2 separate regions of the Pan troglodytes genome follow, and region 2 is linked to region 1. Evidence: chromatin contacts called from public Hi-C data. All regions are on one chromosome and are shown on one strand. Each heading gives the region's core, a stretch centred on a gene start, on an enhancer-like site or on the middle of the called end of the contact. The rest is flanking DNA. Distances are from core to core; before and after follow the strand shown. Region 1 overlaps SLX4IP (SLX4 interacting protein). Region 2 overlaps SLX4IP (SLX4 interacting protein).

Evidence for each region. A called contact is a pair of places that touch in the nucleus more often than the background predicts.
Region 2: a Hi-C map of blood shows a contact between it and region 1, with 4 times the contacts expected there. The contact joins two enhancer-like sites. A contact is called at or near these places in 3 of 7 Hi-C or Micro-C datasets (blood, induced pluripotent stem cells and stem cell-derived neural progenitor cells).

The regions. Positions count from the first base shown.
Region 1 is chr21:16,986,325-16,992,312 of NHGRI_mPanTro3-v2.0_pri, forward strand. The region is part of intron 3 of SLX4IP (SLX4 interacting protein); the gene reads left to right. Among named protein-coding and RNA genes, the nearest start is that of SLX4IP, 43 kb to the left of the region's middle. Within about 2 kb of position 1,882, at least 2 of the 24 cell types and tissues checked have an H3K27ac peak or open chromatin away from gene starts, as enhancers often do.
Region 2 is chr21:17,058,431-17,065,022 of NHGRI_mPanTro3-v2.0_pri, forward strand. The region is part of intron 3 of SLX4IP (SLX4 interacting protein); the gene reads left to right. Among named protein-coding and RNA genes, the nearest start is that of SLX4IP, 120 kb to the left of the region's middle. Within about 2 kb of position 4,496, at least 4 of the 24 cell types and tissues checked have an H3K27ac peak or open chromatin away from gene starts, as enhancers often do.

The DNA.
Region 1 (5,988 bases), core at 632-3,131:
TCCACTTCTGCCGGCTGCCTTGTTCACTTCCTTTTTTTCCCTCCCTTACCACTGTGTTGCAGCCAAACTGCCAAAGTGAAAAGCAGTTTATTCCATCTAATCGGGGCTGCTGAATCAGAGGTGGTGGGGGTGTTCCCTGGGATGATGCTGCCCTTTGGCCACTGATCTCTGTATCATAGCTTACCTCGGCCTCCCTCTGGCGCCACCATCCAGGACTGGAAGCATTTGCTTTTCCCCAGGGAGCCATGGGTTCAGGCCATGGGTGGTGAGAGAGTCTCATCTTCTCCAGCTTCCTGGTCCTCAGACTTGAGTAACACTCCTTATCCCCTGTCTGTTGCCTTCTTTGGGCAAGCACGTGGAGCCGCTCAAGTAAAGCTGCTCTTCATTGGGAATATTATCTGCCAAGGCTAAGCCAGGATCCCTAGAGAGCATCCAAGTCAGGGCTTTCAGCAGAGTTCCCTGGAAGCACTGCATTCTGTGGAGGGCCAGAGCCAGATCCCTGTCTCTGCTCCAGCCGCCAGCCCGGCCACCATCAGTTTGGTGTATTGAGGTCATGCATAGAATTTAACATTGAAAAACATCCTTGTTCAGCTCCTTCAGTGATGAGATGAGAATCCCTGGAGAGTGGAAAGTGAGGATCTCAGAAGTTGCCCAAGGGAACTTAGTGTCTTATTTAGAGTCATAATAACTAGCTTAGACTAGCGTAACTGCTAGTCAAGGCTCTTTGGAAGGAAGTAACACCCACGCAAACTACTAGAACTTGAAATGGGCAGTTTATGATAAGGGAGTGTGACTGTCTCAGCATACTGGCATCAGTGTGCTATTGAGCTGGTGAGGGCCCGGAGGTAGCTTCAGGTTGCCCATGGTCCTGAGGCAGCTCCACTGTGGGCCTCTCTTTGAGAAGTGGGATTCTGGTCTTTGCATCTTCCTTGTTATTCTCCCTCTGCTGGCCTCTCTCTGCTCCTTTGTTCATGTTGCAGAAGATAGTGGCTCCTCACCTCCCAAGTGACATATCCTACAAAACTGCTGCACTTTCTGCCCCAATAGCAAACTTCTGGAGGTGAGTTTGGGCAGATGTCCACTTCTGCTTCATCGATTGTGGCACGGGGCAGTGTCACATGGTAAATACATGGCTGCCCATGCCCACCCTTGAGCATGACAGCTGTCAGAAAAAGGGGCATAGATTCCTCCAGAAGTTACATGATAGTACTTTACAATTTAGAGACTTTGCTGGAAAGTTTCTTTTTGGCAGTCTCATAGACAGGCCTTTTTACAGAACATAATAATGAGCACTTACAGTTTGTAGAGAGGCCTCGGGGGCATCCAAGAAGTAGCTGGAATAATATGACCCTTGAGAAGCTTCTCTTGGTTCCTGGGGATGAGGACGGTCATAATTACTGCTTTACTTACAATTTGGCAATGTGTTTTATTATCGGTGGGCATTTTGAAGTGTTTTAAGGTTTTTCACATCCCTCACTGTGTGTGTGTGTGTGTGTGTGTGTATATCTGTTATGATAATTAAACCAAATATTGTAAAAGTCAAGAAAAGTGTCAAAGAGGATGTCATTCTACTAAACTTTTTTGAATGGCTACTCTTTGATGATCTTGTGAGTCGGGAGAAGACCCAACCTTCAGTAGCATGAATCTGGTCTTAAATCTTAAATTTTGAAGCACTGAATGCATTGCAAAGTGTCCCATAGTCATCTATGAGTGTGCATATTTGCTTTTGACTCAGCATTCCATTTGTACTTCCTCCACAACAAAAAATGCATTGTAGCTTTAGTATTTTTAATTGTCACCAAATAGTACTGCTAGCCATTGTGCAAAGTCTACCAACAGCTGATAAAATGATTACTTTTTTAAAGGTTGCTGGATGCAATCAGATGTTGCTGTATCAGTTCCTATGCCGCGTGTGTCTGTTTCACTTCCCATAATGACTGATTCTCCACCTGCCATGACAGTGCATTCTTGATCTGCTGCGCCCTCCTTGGGTTGGTTACTGGAATATTTATTTTTAGGAAAAGTTAAAATTATCCAGAGAAGGGTGCTTTCTGTAAAATTTACATGAATCAGCCTCTTATTGCAGAGATCATGGGAGATGTGTGTGTGTGTAGATAAAAAAAACTCAATGGAAAAATGTAAAACTGTTAAAGGGAAGGAATATAATGAACATTGTTTTACCCATCACTATCTTTAACATTGTGGGCACTTTTAAATTAACTAGTATTCAAACTAAGTGTGGGTTTAATAAAAGTGAATGGTACCACATAACATTAATGCTTTTGCAGTTAAGCTAGATTTTCCAACATTAATGCTTTTGCAGTTAAGCTAGATTTTCCAAATTTCAGCATTGTTAGTAATTCTCTGCAAAACCAAGAGTCTTAGCTCCTTCCTTCAGTCTTCAGTTTAAATTCTAACAAATATTATTCGAAGTTTAAGAGGTCTTATTAGGGCATTAATGTGGGTTTTCCCATATCAAGAGCAGACACAGGTTTTGGGTGTCTTAGGTTCTAAAGATACCAGTGTTCCTTAGATTTCTGGCCTGACTGTGAAGGGAAGTCTCTTTTTTTTTTGAGATGGAGTTTCGCTCTTTTTGCCCAAGCTGGAGTGCAGTGGCATGATTTCGGCTCACTGCAACCTCCACCTCCTGGGTTCAAGTGATTCTTCTGCCTCAGCCTCCTGAGTAGCTGGATTACAGGTATGCACCACCACGCCTGGCTAATTTTTGTATTTTTAGTAGAGACAGGATTTCACCATGTTGGTCAGGCTGGTCTCAAACTCTTGACCTCATGATCTGCTCACGTTGGCCTCCCAAAGTGCTAGGATTACAGGCATGAGCTGATTTTTTGTGGTTTTAGTAGAAATGAGGTTTAACCATGTTAGCCAGGCTGGTCTTGAACTCCTGACCTCAGGTGATCCGCTTGCCTCGGCCTCCCAAAGTGCTGGGATTACAGGCGTGAGCCACCGTGCCCGGCCGAAGGGAATTCTTGTTAGGCTATTGCACAGTCGTCAGATGGACCTGACTGCTTCTCATCTCTAGGATCTTGGTTCCTTCTCTCCAATATGGGGATAATAAGTGTCAATCTTCATGGGGTTGTTACATAAAAGGTTTCTAACACAATGCCTGGCAACTGGTAAGCATTTACCAAATAAATAAGCCTTAGCTTAATTAGTAATCAAAGATACCAGCTGGGAAACATATCTATTTTAAGATTATATAGGCTCCTTCTCATCCTCTTTGGGCGTTTTATTTCAGCTGCTTAAGATGTGAAATCTGTGTGTTGTGGTGTTCCTTGTTACAATCTCCCTTTTTTTTTTTTTTTTTTGAAACGGAGTCTTGCTCTCTCGCCCATGCTGGAGTGGGAGTGGCGTGATCTTGGCTCACTGCAACCTCCGCTTCCCAGGTTGAAGCAATTCTCCTGCCTCAGCCTCCCAAGTAGCTGGGACTACAGGCGCACTCCGCCACGCCTGGCTAATTTTTTGTATTTTAGTAGAGATGGGGTTTCACCGTGTTGCCCAGGCTGGTCTCGAACTCCTGAGCTCAGGCATTCCACCCGCCTCAGCCTCCCAAAGTGCTCGGATTACAGGTGTGAGCCATCGCGCCCGGCCAAGCTCTCTTTTAAAAGCTTTTTTTGTGACAGCAAAAGAAAGGGAGCTAAGATTGACTACCTAATAAAGTAGGTGTTTTTCACATTTTCATGTGTTTCCTATTTAGTTCAGTAGGTGTTTTTCCTGTTTAGTTCTCACAACACTGTGAAGTACATGTTACTGTTGACATGTCACAGATGTGACAGGCAGTGAGATTGAGTAATTTGCTCAGTTGGGAGGTAGAGAATGTGAAAAGCAGGTTTCAAGCCTGGGGTCTCAGACTCAAAGGCATATGCTTTGATGAAGATCGAAACTCTAGCTACAAGCTTGTGAAGATATTAATTTAGAATCATCCTTGTCCAGTAATAACACAACTACTTATAGTGGTTTGTAATTTTAAACATCTTATTAATATTAACTATATTACATTTACTAACCATGTTAAAATATGTTCTCTTGGGAGGTAGGCAGCACAGGTAACATTGTTAAAGAAGGGGCCCTGGAGCCTCTGATTCTTGTTCTTTATTGTCCTTGCCCCTCAGTAAAAAATCCTTTAGGAAAACAGATGCGTTGATGACTGTGCTGGTCAAAGGTCAATTTTGGACCCCAGACTCCTTTGTAAAGGCTTAATGAATCAGACCAACTCTTCCAAGCTCTTCTAGAGGTAGCTGCCACTCCCAAGGGAGAGATTCTTGAGCTCCTTTGGCTTACCAAGTGGGATGGGGTGAGATGGTATGCAAAGAGGGAAGGTGAAAGAAAGAAGGGGGTCAGTCTTGGAGAAAAAGGCGTATTACCTCTATTCAGGTAGAAGCAAGAGAAAACTGCCTAAAACCTGGGATTCCAGGGATGAGCTTGCCAATCCTCCCCCTACTCAGGCCTCTGCCCAGATTCGGGACTGGCATTGGAGAAGGAGTTAGGGAGACCTTGAGAAGTGGTTAGGACGGTGGACTCCACCTAGAGGCAAGTAGTGACTCTGATTCCTTCCCAAATGACAAACCAGCCTTCTGGGAAAGGTGAGGACAATCTGGGTAAGTCATCTGCGGATGCAAAATGAAAATCCGTATTGTATAACTTCTAGGGTCTTAGTATACTTCTTTTTTTGTTTGGTAAATTAAAAACTGAAATGCATAAAGAAGAAAAATTTCCATATTCTCATCGCTCAAATTCCATATTTCTTTTTTTTTTTTTTGAGATGGAGTCTCACTCTGTCACCCAGGCTGGAGTACAGTGGCACAATCTCAGCTCACTGCAACCTCCGCCTCCTGGGTTCAAGCAATTCTTCTGCCTCAGCCTCCTGAGTAGCTGAGACTACAGGCGTGCACCACCACGCTCAGCTAATTTTTTGTATTTTTAGTGGACGGGATTTCACCATGTTGGCCAGGCTGATCTTGAACTCCTGACCTTGTGATCTGCCTGCCTTGGCCTCCCAAAGTCCTGGGATTACAGGCGTGAGCCACCGTCCCCGGGCTCGAATTGCATATTTCTATTACTGTTAACATGTTACAGTATTATCATCCAGGCTCTTATTTAAAAACAGGCAAACAGAGGCCGGGTGTGGTGGCTCACGCCTGTAATCCCAGCACTTTGGAAGGCTGAGGCAGGTGGATTACAAGGTCAGGAGACTGAGACCATCCTGGCCAATGTGGTGAAACCCTGTCTCTACTAAAAACACAAAAATTAGCTGGGCGTGGTGGTGGGTGCCTGTAATCCCAGCCGCTCGGGAGGCTGAGGCAGGAGAATCCCTTGAACCAGGGCGTCAGAGGTTGCAGTGAGCCGAGATGGCGCCATTGCACTCCGGCCTGGCGACAGAGCGAGACTCCATCTAAAACAAACAAACAAACAAAGCAGGTAAACAGATGAACAAAACTTGTTTTATAAAAAATGACCTATTTATTTTTATTATGAATAATTCAAAGAAGAAAAAGTAGTCACTCGGTTGGGTGCGGTGGCTCACGCCTGTAATCCCAGCATTTGGGGGGCTGAGGTGGGCAGAACGCTTGAACCCAGGAGTCTGAGACCAGCCTGGGCAACACGGTGAAATCCTGTCTCTACAAAAAAATACAAAATATTAACCAGGCGTGGTGGCATGCACCTGTGGTCCCAGCTACTGGGGGATTGGGGCCGAGATGGGAGGATCACCTGAGCCTGGGAGGTTGAGGCTGCAGTGAGTTGTGATTGAGCTACTACACTCTAGCCTAGGTGACACAGCAGGACCCTGTTTCCAAAAAAAAAAAAAGGAAAATCAGTCCAAATAACTTGATAGTGTTAAAAGAACATCATTCCGGATGTATACTGTAGATTATATCATATGTACAGATGGAATGATTACAATTAAAGGTAGAAATACTTTTGTTAAATATGGCATATTATAGCTATTGTTTTAACTAAAAACATAAAACA
Region 2 (6,592 bases), core at 3,246-5,745, 75 kb after region 1:
ATCTTAAAGGGAAGGCACCTTGAAGGCAATTTAGTTCAGTCCACTCATTTTGTATATAGGGAAACTGACAGTAGAGAAAGGAGGTGGTTCAACCCCTCCTAAACTGGGGCATCATTAGAAGAGATTCATGGTCTTTGGACTTCCTGCACCAGGACATTCTCCTATTAGTCATCAAAGGGCTTTCTCCAGGGCTTCTTTTTTTTTTTCTGAAACGGAGTCTCGCTCTGTCGCCCAGGCTGGAGTGCAGTGGCATGATCTCGGCTCACTGCAAGCTCCGCCTCCCGGGTTCATGCCATTCTCCTGCCTCAGCCTCCCGAGTAGCTGGGACTACAGGCGCCCGCCACCAGGCCTGGCTAATTTTTTTGTATTTTTAGTAGAGACGGGGTTTCACCATGTTAGCCAGGATGGTCTCAATCTCCTGACCTTGTGATCCTCCCGCCTTGGCCTCACAGAGTGCTGGGATTACAGGTGTGAGCCACCACACCCGGCCTCTCCAGGCCTTCTTTGTGTGTTATGATCTCATATTCAGGCTGTGTCTAATTCTGTTACTGAGATTATGGAGTGTTCCTTGTACCCCACCTGACAAGTATTGCCAGGTTGGCAAGGCACTGCACCAAACAAAACCCAGTCATGATCACCAGCGATCTCCTAAAAGAGAAAGAGTGCTTTTAAATTTCTCAGTGTTTCCAGAACACCAAGGGGTAATACTTTCTGCTTTTTGAGTTGTCACGACAATTAAATGCAATAATGTACAGAAAGGGCTTGACACCAAGTCTGGCACACAAGTGCTCCATGAATCTTAACTATTGTTATTGCCAACTTGTTCACCATTAGTAGATTTTTGCAACTGGACTAAATATATAGCATATTCCAACAGAATGACTCTTTATTCTCCCATCTCCTGACCTGTCTGCTAGTTTACTGAGTATGCCATCCAAAAGGTATGCTGGTTCCCTTTCTTATATGTAAACTACAAGTTTGGATTTCCTGGGCCAGTATTTCAGGTGAGTAACTGGCCAAGGGAATTCAATTGACAACACACTTGCATTGACTTTTCTTCAGCTTTTAACTCTCTGGATAGGGATTCTTAATGTTAGGAGACTTCTCTTCTACCCTCACAGCTCTACCCCACCTCTTGCAGGGTTTATTGCTGTCATCCTCTGCTGCATTCTTTTCTTTCCCTTCTTCACCTTTTCTTCTCCCTAACCACCCCTCCCACCTCGTTCTTTCTACAGTGAGGCTTTCACTGCCTCACTGCACTTGTGTTTCAGCATGGGGCCCTACAGTGGCATGGGGCCCTACAGTGAGCTCTCCGTATCTGTGTTGGAATGGAATCAGACATGGAATCAGGCTGCCCAGGGAAAGGAGCTGTGGGACCCTGTTGAGAATCCCTGGTGCAGTCACCAGGCACTAAGGCATAGGCTGTTTTAGGGCACACTTGGCTGCCATTGCTCACCTAGAGGGGATAGGGGCCAGCTCCCAAATAAAGGGGAGTGGGTTCCAGGCTAGACAGCCTAAACATGCTCCCACATGAGGCTGGAAGTGTGTCCTGAGTAGCCTTCCACAGGGGTTAAATTTCCTCAGAGTAATGTCTGGCAATGTGGAGTCTCTCAGATCTGGATTTGATTCCTGGGTCTGGCACTCACTGCCTGTGTAATCTTGGACTAGACCTTCCCAAATTCAGCTTCCTTATCTACGAAATGCGAATAATCATTGTGCTCCTTCACCCAGAGTGGCAAGGATTTAATTGAATGGTCTGAGTAAAACTTAGCACAGTGCCTGGAACATAGGTGCTCTGTAAATGGCAATCAATATTTTAAACTGTGATTGTTTAAAAATCACATCACTATAAAATTTTACATTGTAAGATATATGCAGTTTGTGGTAATATGAAAATATTTAATATGTTTTCTAGAACTTTTTTGTAAAATTCACACTCCAGGAAGAAAATTTCCATGTCTTCTGAGGAGGCCTTTAGGAGAAACTCTTTCTAGCTGTAGTATCAGAAATGATTCAGTTATCCTCAGCATGGATTCCTTCTCATCTTCTTGACTCTGATTTGCGCTGTATTTTTCACATTTGTACCTAGGAATCTCAGAGCCAGATGTTGCAGAGACTTGGGACTATGGTGGGAATTTCGTGCAGGCCTATCATCGGTTTCATATGTTTTTACCCTTGTTTGCCTTTACTTATTCTCCCCATTTTTAATCTTTGCCTCGTTACTTGAAGCTGCCTTATACCCTCAATGCCAGGTAGGTGTAAAATGCCAATGATGATTTGTGTGGCTTCTCAGCGACAGACCCATGTATGTAAGCTGCCTCTGGAAACCCGGTGGGCGTGGTAGAAACGGACCACATGCCTTGGGCCTCACCCTTGTCCTTCCTCTCCCTCACACCCAACCACATCCTCTTACTTCTGTCTTCTGAGTGTCCCTCAAATGTGCCCCTTCCCCTTCACCTCGAGATCACCTTGCTTGATCTCTTATTTGGGTTCCTGCAGTGGCTTTGAACCTGTCTGCCTGGCTCCGGTGATTTCCCCTTGCCCGCCCATGCTCCACACTCCTACCCAAGAGAGCCCTCCAGCCCACCAGCCTCCTCAGCCTGTCCAGGGCCCCTCTGTGGCCTGAGCCTTCCTGCCCTATTGGCCCCATCTGCCAGCAATGCCCTGTGTTTCTGCATTGAGACTCTTTTCCGTCTCCAAAGCACGCGAGCTCTTTCTCTGCATGGGGTGTTATTCATTTTTCCTTCTGCACTCCTTTCCCTGTTCCTCAGTACTTGACTGCGACACCACCTTCCCTTCCCTCACCTTCCTCAGGCAGAGCTGTCACTCCACTCCCTCTGGTCCTTGGGTATGTGCCATGGTCACACATGCCACAGTGCCCAGCTGCTGCCCCTCCCTCTCTCAGGGCCTGGCTAGTGCCCCTGTGAAACTCAGCAGGTGTTTCATATGATCAATGAGTGCATGAGAGAATGTGGGGACCTTTCTACATCTCTTAAGAGTTCTGAGTCTGCTCCAGAGATGGCTTTGTGGGTGAGAAATGTTAATATTTTCACCTTTATTCTTATATTTAATGTAAACACAGAAGACAAGACCTCCCACCTCTGAGGACTTGGAAATAGTGTGAGTTGCACCTCTGGAATTCTTAGGAAAGAGATAGGAAAAATAACCAACACGTTCAGTTGGCAGTGAGTTTCCAGTGAAGTAATCCTAAGATTCTTGTATTCCCATTTCACGAAATATGAAAAATGACTGCTTGTTGTTGCTGATGGCAGAGTTGTCGCTACTCCAGAATAGGGAGAGAGGAAGTTGTTCTATGATGTATCAGTGCACTGGGCCGAATAGTAACGGCTTGGTCCCTGGAAAGGGCTTAGAGCTCTCCCTTTGCAGACAAGGCTGTGATTTGCCCAATTCTTGGGGCTAACTTGTTCTGTCATCTGTTTTTTTCATTTGTCTTCCTTTCATTAAATATTAAGTATTCACTGAGGGCTGGTAGTGTGTTGGTCACTGGGGATACAAGGTTGGCAGAGGTATAGACCTGTCTCCATGGCTTATAGCCTAGGATGGGGGCCCTACATGGACCAGTCACTTAATGTAGAAATAAATAATCACATGAAGAATGGGCTGGTCCAGAGCAGGGAAAGAGAAACTGTTCAGAATAGCTTCACAGAGTTGACCACACTCCTGCTAGGGTTCGAGGATGCATAGGATCTCAACAAGCATGGAAGCAGCGAGGCAAGTTGTAATGTAAGCCAAGGATGAAAAAGTCAGGTGCAGGAGACAAAGACATGGGCCTCATTAGAGGCTTGTGAGTTGCTGCTCTGAGCTGCAACAGGAGTGGACTGATCCGATTTATAGGTTAGAGATTTCCCAGATATGCATTGAGGGTTCATCCAGGACACCGACAGAAGTGACTGTAATCTTCCAAGTGGGAGAAGATAGGAGCAGCAGAGCAAGAGAGAAGTGTGTGTGAGAACGCTCTAAAAAATTAAAATGGACAAGATGCGTGACTGATTCTGGAGGGTTAGGGGAAGGGAGGAGTTGGGGGTGACACCCCTGTTGTTGGCTGAATCCTCTGGGTGGAGGGGATAGAAGCCAGACCAGACCCTGGCTGGGGGACTCGCAGCCCAGTGCATGCAATGTGAAGCTATTCCTAGCAGCCTGATGGTTGCTCAAGAGGTGGCTTGGCCTCTGCAGAGTGACCAGTTCTGGGCTGAGAAAGAAGTGATGGTTACCATGTTGCTTCTCTCAGGAGAAAGCTGGAGAGTTGATCTTCTGAGACTAGAAATAACCTTCTCCTAATTAGGGGGAGGAGAAAGGGAGGCTGTGCTGCTGGCAGTGTAAGAAGCTTTCTTTTCTTTTTTTTTTTTTTTCACTTCTGTTTTCTCATGAGAGACAAGAAGCAAAGCTTTGAGAGCAGGGAACTTTGGAAAGGCAGAATACCTCTGCCTAGTGTGGGAGGGAGTTGAGAGAGCTCAGAACTGCAGGCTGCAGAGGGAGAGCCCCCTGCGGGGGAGGGGACTGCCTGCCAAACAGTGGAGGCTTCCAGAAACCCCAGGAAAGTCTGCTCACCACAGTAAGATTTGACAATTTATTTTTCTAAAAAGAGACATTCTACTCAATCTGTTTATTTTCAAACTTAGACTAGGTTATTTGTGATCAAAGTCACAAAATGGTGAGAAAAATACCAAATTGGACCTTACTATTAGGTTAATTCTTCAGCAAGCTGCTGTTACAGTATCAATTCAAGTTGCTTAAGCTTAAGATTCCCCTCCCCCCACCCCCCCTTTTTTTTTAAAGAATTAGTTTTGCGGTGGTAGGAGGGTTACAAGAAAAAAAAACAATTAGTTTTGCTAATGAAAAGGTAGCAGTGAACTTGGTTTAGATTAAAAAATCAGGAAAGAGCACCTGTAGGAACCTGCAATAAAATGTGTTGAGACATATTTTACCGCTTTGGAAGGGCTTTTATTCCAGAATCCTTGGAACTTCAATGGGCCTGTGATTGAATTCAGAGGCCAGTGAACTTGCATGGGAAAAAGTTACGTCTTTATTGTGATCAAGTTCTAGTAAATTTAGTTTTCCTTTTTATTATGAACGTAGGATTCATAATAAAAATATGAATAATATTAGCAATATTTGTCACCATTAGAAATTATAGCTCTTTTCATATTACATTAAGGTTGTTGCAGATAATGAAGATATCATTTATGCTTATCACCACTTCAGATTTGTAGTAGTACTAGATCCATCACTATCCATCACTATGTGACAAGACCCAATGCCTTAATAAACAAGGACATACATTCCTATGTCTCAAATTTTTCTTTCGTTAAGATAACTGTACTTCAGTGTAATTGGTTTTCTTGTTAATCCTATGTGTTGTGTTTCATGCATTTAAAAATATTATTCTGAGCAACTTTCATCAGCTTCACAGTTGGCTAAATAAGTCCATGGCACAGGAAAGGTTAATATTCCGTGGCTAAGATCCTGTAGTTGGTGGCATGCGACCTCCACCTGGTGGCAGCATACTCCTTAAAGGTTAAATTCTGTAACCAACAGTTGAGAAGAACTTTAACAGTATATTTGAGTGGTTTTCAAACATTTTTTATTACAACCCACAATAAGAAATAGGCTTTCCATCATAACTGAGTACACACTTACTTACATTTCACAAAACAATTCTTGATCTTACCATATGACACACTGATATTTTGTATTGCATTCTAATATTATCTTCAGTTCTCTTTCATTAAAATAAAATGCTGGTTGCAACACACTAAACTGTAACACACTAAAGTGCACTCTTTTACATCATAGGAAACCATCTTTCAACGTGCTTCACAGTTTATTACCCGGTAAACTTCATTTGGGTCTCCCACACATTTTCAGGGACGTAATACCTACATTTTCAATAACTGCCAACAAGTATGAGTGCATTTTACACAGTGTTTAAAAATTGTTTATTATTGATATATAATTTAAATATAGTGAAAGGAACTGATTGCAGTGTGTACATAACATACCCCATCAAGATACAGAATAGTCTTATCACATACAAAGTTCCTTTGTGACAGTTCTCACCCAGTTTTTTACCCCCCTGGGAAATTACTGTTTTGATTCCTTTCATCACACGTTGATTTTGCTGTTTTAGAATTATATATTAGATGGAACCATACAGTATGTGTTATTTTGGTCTGGTTTCTTTTGCTCAACCTAATGTTTTTGAGATGAATACATGTTGAGTTTATCGGTAGTGTGGTGAGTAGTGTTCCATTGCATGAATATAGCACAATTTGTTCTCTTGTTGTAGACTTTTGGGTTGTCTTCACGTTGGGTTATTATAAATAAAACTTCCATGAATATTTGCATACAAGTCTTTGAGTGCACATATACTTCATCTCTCTTGAGTAAACACCTGGGGAGGGAATCATTGGCTCAGTTGATAAGTAAATGTACGTTTAACTACAGGAAACTGACAAACCCATTTGCCAGAGTGGTTAGACCATCTTACATTTCCACTGGGAAAGTATGAGAGTCTGGGTTGCTCCATATCCTTACCAACATTTCATGTTATGTCAGTCTTTTTAATTGTAGT